Regions from separate parts of the Sus scrofa genome. Here region 1 is linked to region 2. The links are chromatin contacts, called in public Hi-C maps. All regions are on one chromosome and are shown on one strand. Each heading gives the region's core, a stretch centred on a gene start, on an enhancer-like site or on the middle of the called end of the contact. The rest is flanking DNA. Distances are from core to core; before and after follow the strand shown.

The links. A called contact is a pair of places that touch in the nucleus more often than the background predicts.
Region 1: a Hi-C map of fetal heart ventricle shows a contact between it and region 2, with 2.4 times the contacts expected there. The contact joins the promoter of LNPK here to the enhancer-like site in region 2. A contact is called at or near these places in 4 of 47 Hi-C or Micro-C datasets (embryonic fibroblasts, fetal heart ventricle, fetal skeletal muscle and 1 more) and 1 of 2 datasets of contacts at active chromatin or transcription factors (skeletal muscle).

Annotation. Positions count from the first base shown.
Region 1 is chr15:81,803,193-81,807,883 of Sscrofa11.1, reverse strand. It overlaps LNPK (protein lunapark), which reads left to right and starts at 2,222. Exons shown (of 13, transcript NM_001244263.1): 1 at 2,222-2,327. LOC102158914 (a long non-coding RNA gene) reads right to left here and starts at 2,977. Exons shown (of 2, transcript XR_002339478.1): 1 at 2,753-2,977; 2 at 1,295-1,944.
Region 2 is chr15:81,511,344-81,515,986 of Sscrofa11.1, reverse strand. No RefSeq gene overlaps it. Among named protein-coding and RNA genes, the nearest start is that of LNPK, 290 kb to the left of the region's middle. Within about 2 kb of position 2,931, at least 1 of the 83 cell types and tissues checked has an H3K27ac peak or open chromatin away from gene starts, as enhancers often do.

The sequences.
Region 1 (4,691 bases), core at 973-3,472, 290 kb before region 2:
GGGACCTCCTCAAGGATGGCTCACCTTTTCTGACAAGATCAGTGAATGACCCTAATGTAAGCTCTCATAGTACCTATCTCTTGCAATTTTCATTTATCTAATGTGACTCACTTATTTGTTGGATTAGACCTTTTCAAATTCCTTTTCCCAGAATAGTTTCCTTGCTCATCTTCTTTGTTCTTTAGATTTCACTTCCTGAACCTATCCCAGAACTATTTAGGATTAATAGGGGATAACTCTACAATATTGGGACTCAGTTAAAGCATCACCTTCATTGGCTTTCCCACATCCCTTCTGGATGCGTATCATTAACATTAGCCTGTACTACAACATTTATTTACCTTATATTGCATTTTTTGTTTTCTTGCAGGTTTCTCTCAGTAGTGTCAGCTGCTTTAGGACAATTGTTTCATTTATCTCTGTATCCTTAGCATTTAACACAGGGTCTTATCCTCAATAAATATTTGGAATGACCCTTATGGTGCACATGCTTATTTCTGTTTCTAATGTCTCTTCTCACTGTATCTGACAAAGTCTTATCATTTAATATAAAGGAAGAAGTATTATAGTATTACCTTCAACAATATATTGTATAATTTTTCTACTTTTCAGTTGATTCAATTGAAAACTGACACCTTAAAAGGTTGTTGGGAGGACTAAGAGAGTTGATGATTCCATTATTTCTCCCCTTGTCAATCAAAACTTCTCATCTTCTAGATCAATTACCTAGGGAATTTTTGTCTCAGGAATAGGTTTTTTGGAATCTATTGCACCCAGCTAGCTCTTCTCCCCTTCTATTTTTGTCCCATTTACATTAGATCTTGACAGTTCAATTAAAACTACAAAACAAATTATTAGCGAGTAGAAAATAATTCCTTATTCTCTTAGGAAGAGATCATCCTGAGGTGGGGAGATGTATTTGCATAACTGCACAGGCCTTTTTTTAAACAAACAAAACTTTGAATTGCAAAGGATGAAAAACAAAATGGTTAAATTTTCATGCCAAAATAGATAAAATGTTTTCTTCTCATTTTCTTTTAGATTTGTAAAGTGACCCAGATTACACAAGAAGAAACTTTGGTTCCCTTCCCCTCACATTTACAAGGCTGGAACTAAAGATTTTAGCAGTTAAGGAACTCCACAGTGAGTCATCTGATAGCTTCCAGTATAATAAATTATTCTTACCAAGTAGATACTATGCTCACTTTCTTTTACTTAACCTGTTTGGTGTCAAGGTTTAAACATAGCATATTAAAATGATTATACTCTTTAAAAATAATGGACACTTTAAAAATTATTTTAAAATGTGTATGTAACTAAATAGAAAAATCCCATGAAAAATATCTGTACACAGGGGTTAAACATGACAAAAGCTTTTGCTGAAGTTTCTCTACGCCCACACAACTTAGTGCGGTTCAAGTACCATTTGTTATTTAGACCTGTCATTCCCAGTTGACTAGGAAATTTAATGCTTTTTAGCCACTGTTTTAAAACTGAGGCAAATAAAACCTGGGTGGTTTATTTGCGGGCCTAGTACCAGCACCTGTGACAGGAGTGTTCTTGGCTAAGAGTTTTAAGATAGAAAAATCAGCTTATGTTGTTATCCACAGGCTTTAAATCAATATCATTGTGCCTTTGACGCTAACCACACACTGGTGAGGTAAGCATCCAGTCACAAAAGACCCTTTTTGACGTCCAGAAGTCATAAAAGCCTCAAGCACTCCTGGAGTCTAGGCTGAATTTCTCCGCTGGCATGTTTGGGAACTGGTCTCTTCCAAGCTGTGTAGTATTAACTTGCTCTTCTGGCGGCTGGACGACAGCTGATTGGTGACTCTTCGGGGCGGACTCATCTCCACCCCCAAGCCCGCTCTTCTATCTCTCGGTCTAGGACCATCAGGACTAATTTTGGGGTTTTCTTTAGCCGGTGAGACTTGGCAGAACAGGCTGTAAAAGAAAACGAAGCAGAGGAGGAGCAAGAAGTAACCCCTTTGGTAAGAGTCATAATAAATGGCAATCCACCTCTGAGATGCGACGATGAGCACCCTACTTGGCCACGGAAACCACAGGGACAACTGCCCTGGGGCCAACTGTCCGCCGCGCCCCCAACTGCCCGCCCGGTCACGATCACGTGACGGGGGAGCGGCGCGCGCTGGCCGCGGCTCCGATTGGCCGGCGGCGGGAGCGCGGGGTTTGATGGGAAGGTGTTGGCCGGGCCTCCAGCTCTGTCAGGGGTGGCTGCTGCCTGCTCTGGAGGCGAGCTCCGTGGTGGCGGCCGAAGGTGGCAGAGGTGGACGCTAGCGCCGGGCTTTGCCCGCTTCTTGTTGAAGGTAGAGGGCTCAAAATGAAGGCCGGTGGGAGAGTTCGGCAGTGGGGAGGCGCTCTGAGCTTTTTCCTGGGAAATACTCTGCTGGTCCCCACGCTTGCTTCTCCCAGGCGCCTCCGCCCCACGCGGAGTGGCCTAGGAGCTCTGTGGCGGCGGCTAGTCGAACTCCTGCCCGGCTGCTCGTTCACCCAGTCTCGCCGCCGGATCCCCTTATTGTCCCAGCACAGTGGCAAGGGTGGCCCTGGAGTGCTGGAGACCCCTTTCTGTCTCCCAATGGGGAATTGGTTCCCCAGCCTTTTCTCGGAGATTTCGGGGTTGGGTGGGGCGGTGACTGGGACGAGCTGAGCATTGACTCTTTGGCCCACTTCTGTGTTTGAGAGAAAGGTCAGAAGGTTTTACACTAAGCTATTGCTTTGAGTGGGTTCTTACCCATGTGGTCTTTTTCTGAGTTGTGCGGCGGTGCCGAGAGTTGGAAAGATCGTGAGGGACCGAAAACTGTCAGTGTCATGCTGCTCGGCCCATCCTTGTGGGCGTGGATTGTGCGCTAGCTACTTAGAGAAGCCTCTGTACCTCTGTTGTCCTTATTTGAGCGACGGTGGGCGGTGTAAGGGGTGGAGGGAAGGGCGAGGTTTCGTGTGTGTCATGGACGAGGCAGAAGGGGAAGAACAAGAATTAAAACAACAGTAGTTTTAATTCTTGAACACTGCGTATGGGATTTGAGAGAGAGCTGGGATTAGCGAACTCAGTTTTGCTGATGGTGCTCTCACTGTACTAAGTAAAATCTGAGTCACAGAATTTTCCACGTTCCGCTTTTCCCAGTAGGCTTCTGTTTTGTGGCACCTAGTGTCGATTGTTTTCTCTTTTCCCTGTGGCCTGGGTGTCACCATTGGCAAAATTGTCGTCACAAAATTCAACAGCAGTTTGTATGGATGTGAGTAAGCTTGGTTTCAGGCATATGTTCAAACTGGCAGGGAATGCTAATCTCTTGTTCTCATCGACTCTCATATCTTCATTTTAGAACGAAGTCGATTTTGAACAATTTTCTCCTTTTTTTTGGAACACATTTTTTAAAAAACGAGTGACGCTTTTGAAATTAGAATTTCAAGTTTTCTCTGTCATCTACTGGGATCAGCCCAATGCTGTTAAAAACTTAGTGTTTATATATATTATTAACTTGAAAAAATGTAAGAAAAGGAAGAAATTATATGGCTTACTACAGGTATGATTTATTACAGAAATCTTTTAATCAAAGAGTCATTTTTTGTAGTATTTAATTCAGAATGAACATTGACTTACCATGAAGACTAGAACTTAATCATTATATAATAAAAGTGCTTTTAGAGCTGTATTTCTTTTCAGTGATTTTAGTTTTGAGTGATAAATGTGGTTTGGGATATTTCAGAATTGTCTTTCAGTTAGGATATTTGGAAGTTAGTGTTCTAGAATAGACACTTTTAATCTCAAGTTGAATAGTAAAATGCGTTGTAGTGGTGGTGTTGATGGTGACTGAATAGTTTCTACTTAAGTTTGGAACTTGATAAACATAAAAGTAAACTTCCTTTGCTGTTAAAGGCCTACGAAGTTATTTTTAATGAAGAGTCTTCAGATTATTTTGCTTTATTTTTTATACTGGAGAAAATGAGAACAATACAATTTCAGTTAAAATGCAAACTAATTTTATTTTCCAGTTTTAAAATTATGAAATAGGTCCTTTATAAGAAGTTAGAAATGTGTTCCATATGAGAAGTATTGCTGTACTACATGTGTTTTCTGGCAATAGTAATAATAATGACTATAATTTATTATGCACTTATTTGTTGGGCACTGTGCCAAGTGATAATGTAATTTCTTGTAATTCATAGAACAATTCTGTGAAGTGTACATATTTTCACCACTTTACAGACGCTGAAACTGAGGCTTAGAGAGTTTAGTTTACTGAAGATCACATAGCTAGTATGTGGTTGAGTCATATTTTGATTCCAGGCCTTTTTTATTCCACTATTTCGAAATGACTTGAAGTAAGCTGAAGATTTAAGAATAACATGTCCGAGATTCTGACACCTAAACCTGAATGTGAATAGCAGTTAGTAGAAAACATACAGATAATATGGTGAGCTTTATTACTTATTGAAAAACACGTTAGATGCATCCAGCTCCAAAGGTCATGTGAAGTCCCACTGTAATACCAGAGTGGAATCACTTGAGATTGAACCATCTGTCCACTCAAGGGCAAGCAAGTTGATTTATGCTTCAGAAAGAAATGCTAGTTATTTGATTCCCATGTATTTTCCATGTTTTGAAAGGAAGCAGAAATGGACTAGAAAACAGCAACAGCCACAACAGTAAAAACAATTTGTATCAAGAAATT
Region 2 (4,643 bases), core at 1,682-4,181:
ACTTGGTCTTAATACCATCTCTATCCCCCTTTGCATCTCAGCCATGAGTGAACTAGAGTGAGGAGCTTATTGTCTCCTTTCCTGAGAGGCATGCCAGTAGAGTGGTTAAGAATGGGACTCTCGATCCAAATCCTTTGATTTGCTTCCTGGCTTCTCCAGGTTAATCTTGTGTATTACTTAGGGATGCACTGGTTGCTATAACAAGTAAACTCCATGTTGTCAGTGCTTTGACACAAAGAAGTTTATTTTTCATCCATGTAACAATCTAGTGCTGGTATTTCTGGTAAGCAATTTTCCATGTTGTGATTCAGAGGTAAGGTGCCTTCATTTTGTGGTTCTTATATCTCTTAGAACCTCAGCATTTTCTATATCCAACCAGCAGATAAGTAAGGAGTGTGGAGAAGGCACAGCCAGTAATTGACAGAGCTGGAAGCTTTCTGACACAGCTTCCTATTGGTAAGAAATCATCACATGGTACCGCCAAGATATAGAGGAGGCTGGGAAATGTAGTCCCTGGCTGGGCAGGTTGATTCTATGGAAGGGGGAGCACAAATGTTGGTGAAAGTTAGCTATTCTTGCCATGCATGGGCCAGATACTTCAACACTCTGTACTTCAGTTTAATTCCTTCATCTATAATATAGAGATACTAGCAGTACCTACTTTGTAGAGTCGATATATGGATTAAATTAGATAATATATACAGAATTTTTGGTACTCAGAAAGCACTTCATAAAAGTTGGCCATTATTTCAACAATTGTTATAGTTGTTAATTTTCCTTGAGTGACTTTATTACTACCCAACAGAGACTCACATAATTAATACCTCACACTAGTCTAATTATAATAGCTAGCCAAACAATATATGATAAAGATCATGGTTATTGCATGAACAAAGAGCATCTATTTGATGGGGTATAAAATTAACCAATTTGACAGTCAGAAAGTCCCTGAAGGATGTGAAGCTTGTGTATAAAATCATGGTCCCTACCACCCTCTTCTTTCTTACATAGAAAGAGGAAAAAGTTAGAATTTCTCAGAGGGGATGACAGAATGGATCCTCATTTCACTGTCTATGTGTTATTGTTCATTGTTTATTTCCATACCATTTCCTTTAGAAATTATAGGAAGTTTTGTTTTTGACTATATTTATATGTGCTTTAAAGACTCAACAAGGGCATTTTCAACCTTTGGTGTGATTTGTTTCTGTTTCACTAAATCTTCATGAATAGCAACCAATTCAGTAAGGCCAGTTTTTCTGGCTACTAAATTTCCTCTTCCGGAGTGCAAGAAAAAATCCACAATTACCAGCAAGAATCCTAGGAAAGTAAAAATAAATTGATGGAGATAATCTAGACATAGGTTTAAACATGGATTGGGGAGGGCATGCTATTGATTAGACTGTTACACTTCCTGAAGAGCTGCTTACTTTTATATAGTTTCATAAACTGAACCCAAGCCAGGCCAAATCACACTACCCTTGACCCAACCTGCCCTGTTTCAGTGGTTGGAAAGCTAAGTCAGGGATGCATAGCAGAGTTTTTAAGCAAGTGGACTCTGTTAGGAAAACACTTGGGTTGGAATCTTGGCTTCACTCTTACCTATATCTTCCCAACTTTGGGCAAGTTGCTTAAGCTTTCAAAACCTTGGTTATCGCATTTGAAATAAAAATAATGCCTGCTTCATATGTTTAATTGAGATAATTTATGCGATATACTTAGTAAAGTGCTTGCCACATAATAACAGCTAGTACTTTTGTGCTCTGTCTTAAGAGCTTTCCTTGCATTTACTCCTCCTAATAACCCTATGGGGGAAAATACTACAATTATTACCATTTTACAGGTGAGCAGACTTAGGGCCAGAGGAGTTGAGCAATTTCTCCAAGACCATAGAGCTACTTATATTGTAAAGTCACAATTCAAACCCATACCCAGAGTCCATGCTCTTATCCTCTGTATTATGCTGCCTCTTCATAAGAACTCAGAAATGTTATACATTACTTATATTTTTACTAAAAGGAAGAAGTTAAGAATTTAATTCGGGAATGTTAATAACATAGCTTTAAGTTGGGGATATTAGGGGATGAGAACTTGGAAAACTTTGGCTCATCAGTACCTATTGAGTTAGTAAATGAATGAATAAATGAATTAATGTGTGGATGAAAACAAATCTTGCATGATCTGAAGTGGGGGATGTGTCTCAAATCCAGACTCTGGAAATTAGCATCAGTTGGAGGACGTGGACATTATACCACCGTGGCATCACATTGAGCATAAAATGACAGTTCTGATGCACTAGTTTTATTTGAGTCAAGGGAACCTCGCCACCGAGTCTCAGACTTCCAATGGAGGAAGGCTGCCACCCCTTGAGAAGCACTCAGTGTGATGGTCCCATGTCAGGAATGTGTGTGGAAAGATGGTTTGCCCGAATACAGCGCTGGTCCATACAAAACATATTTTTATCTGACTTTCTAAAGCTACATTTGGTGTTCCATTAGCAGTGTGTAGGAGGCCCGAGTGTCCTCTGCATTACACTAATTGTTTAAGCATGACAGGTTATTGCTTCAGCCAGAGGGTAACGTAGATCAGGGGGAAAAAGTAGGGCACAAACACAATTTTCTAGTTTTTGAGAAGCAATTATAAATAGATGAGAGACCGTAAGAATATTACACATAGGATGGCTTATCAGTAACACTAAAAAGGCGATTGGAGCCTGTGCAGCCAAGAGCAGGAGTGTTTCAAAGCTGACAAGTCTACAGCAATGATTTAAAAATAGCAATGGTAATTCTGCAGCAAAACAGAACAATGAAACCAAGAGTTGCAGTGCTCAAAAAAGACATTGGCCCAACACAATGCTCTTTCATTGGGTAAGCTATTTTCATAGCAAACCCAAATTTCAAAATGTCAGCCTGATAAATAGGGGAGATCTGAAAGGATAAAGTCAAGGTGTTTTGCTTTAATACTTAAACAAAAAAAGAAACTTACCCTTATTTCTAACAATCTTTTAGAGCTTTAAGGAAAGAGGATATTGTACTTTGAAAAGAGATCTCGTTATATCTTGTCTAGAAGGTATTTTAATATATGTAGGCATTAAGTAGGTTTACACCATATTATGAAGCTCATTTTTTCTCTATAATAGAATATATATGTGTGTGTGTATATATATATATATATATATATATATATACACACATTAATTCTCTATAACAGAATGGATATTGGTTAGAATTCAATAACCATGAAGTGGTATAAAAGTTTAAAATATAGGAGTTCCCGTCGTGGCGCAGTGGTTAACGAATCCGACTAGGAACCATGAGGTTGCGGGTTCGATCCCTGCCTTGCTCAGTGGGTTAACGATCCAGCGTTGCCATGAGCTGTGGTGTAGGTTGCAGACGCGGCTCGGATCCCGCGTTGCTGTGGCTCTGGTGTAGGCCGGTGGCTACAGCTCCGATTCAACCCCTAGCCTGGGAACCTCCATATGCCGCGGGAGCGGCCCAAGAAATAGCAACAACAACAACAACAAAAGACAAAAGACAAAAAAAAAAAATATATATATATATATATAATGTCTTATTCTAATCTCCTTTTTCTTCTGAATAAAAGTATTATCTTGGTATCATAAGATTAGATTGGGTCAACCAGCATCTGGTATAATATAGTTTATACTAACCTGTCAGTGTGGCTGTGAGTTCTAGTGAGAGCCGTCTCTTCTTATTGGCTGGTAGATCTTGGACAATACTTATCATCTCTGAGGTTCCCTTTTCTCATTTCTAAAATGACAGTAAAATAGCCCTACTACATGGGTAATTTTGAGTCCTAAGTTAATGAATGCAAAGTACTTAGTGTGAGCTAAATAAATAGTAGCTGCCATTATGGTTATTTTACTGCTACTGCCTGTAATCTTTAGGCAAGCTGTGTGATACTTGGCAAGTCTCCTAATTTTATGGCTCGTGAATTCTTCCAGGGATTGAGATAGGTAGCTTTGAGGTCCCTTGGAAAGAAAAAAAGTTTATATATATATATATGTGTATATATATATAATATATATATATATATAAACTTATTTCATTCTTCATAGAAACCACTGAGTAGTTTAAAGCAGGGGTCCAAGCAAGGTTTTCCAAGAACAATTTCATCCCAATTTTTCCTCCTTCTAGGTGGAGTTCCTCTTAAAACAAACTCCATATCTGAGATTAGAAATGATACTGTAACTGTTTTCAAGGACTAGGCATCTTGTCACAGCTAGCAAGAGCATTTTGACTTTATGGGCCAGCTCTGTCTTGAGGGTATGTTCATATTTACTAATCATTTAAGAATAAAGGAAAGATGCCTTAGGTACTGTCTTGTTCTGCCCTAAACCCCAGCTGAAAACACACCTAAAATTAAACAGGACCCAGAGAGAGAGTGCAGTCCTATCTCCATCTCCTTAGCATTGCTATTTGCGCTGCGATGGCAGAGAGAAAAGCCATCCAAAAAGTTCCAAGTGAATTAGAAAGTGGCGCAGCTGCAAGAGTCCAGGGCTGATTTCAGACCATATTTTGATATTGATTATGCCTGCCTTTGCTATCGAGTGTCATTCCAGTCAATGGATGACAAGAGGGAGTTTAAGGGAGCACAGAAATAAAATGATACACAGAATCACAAAG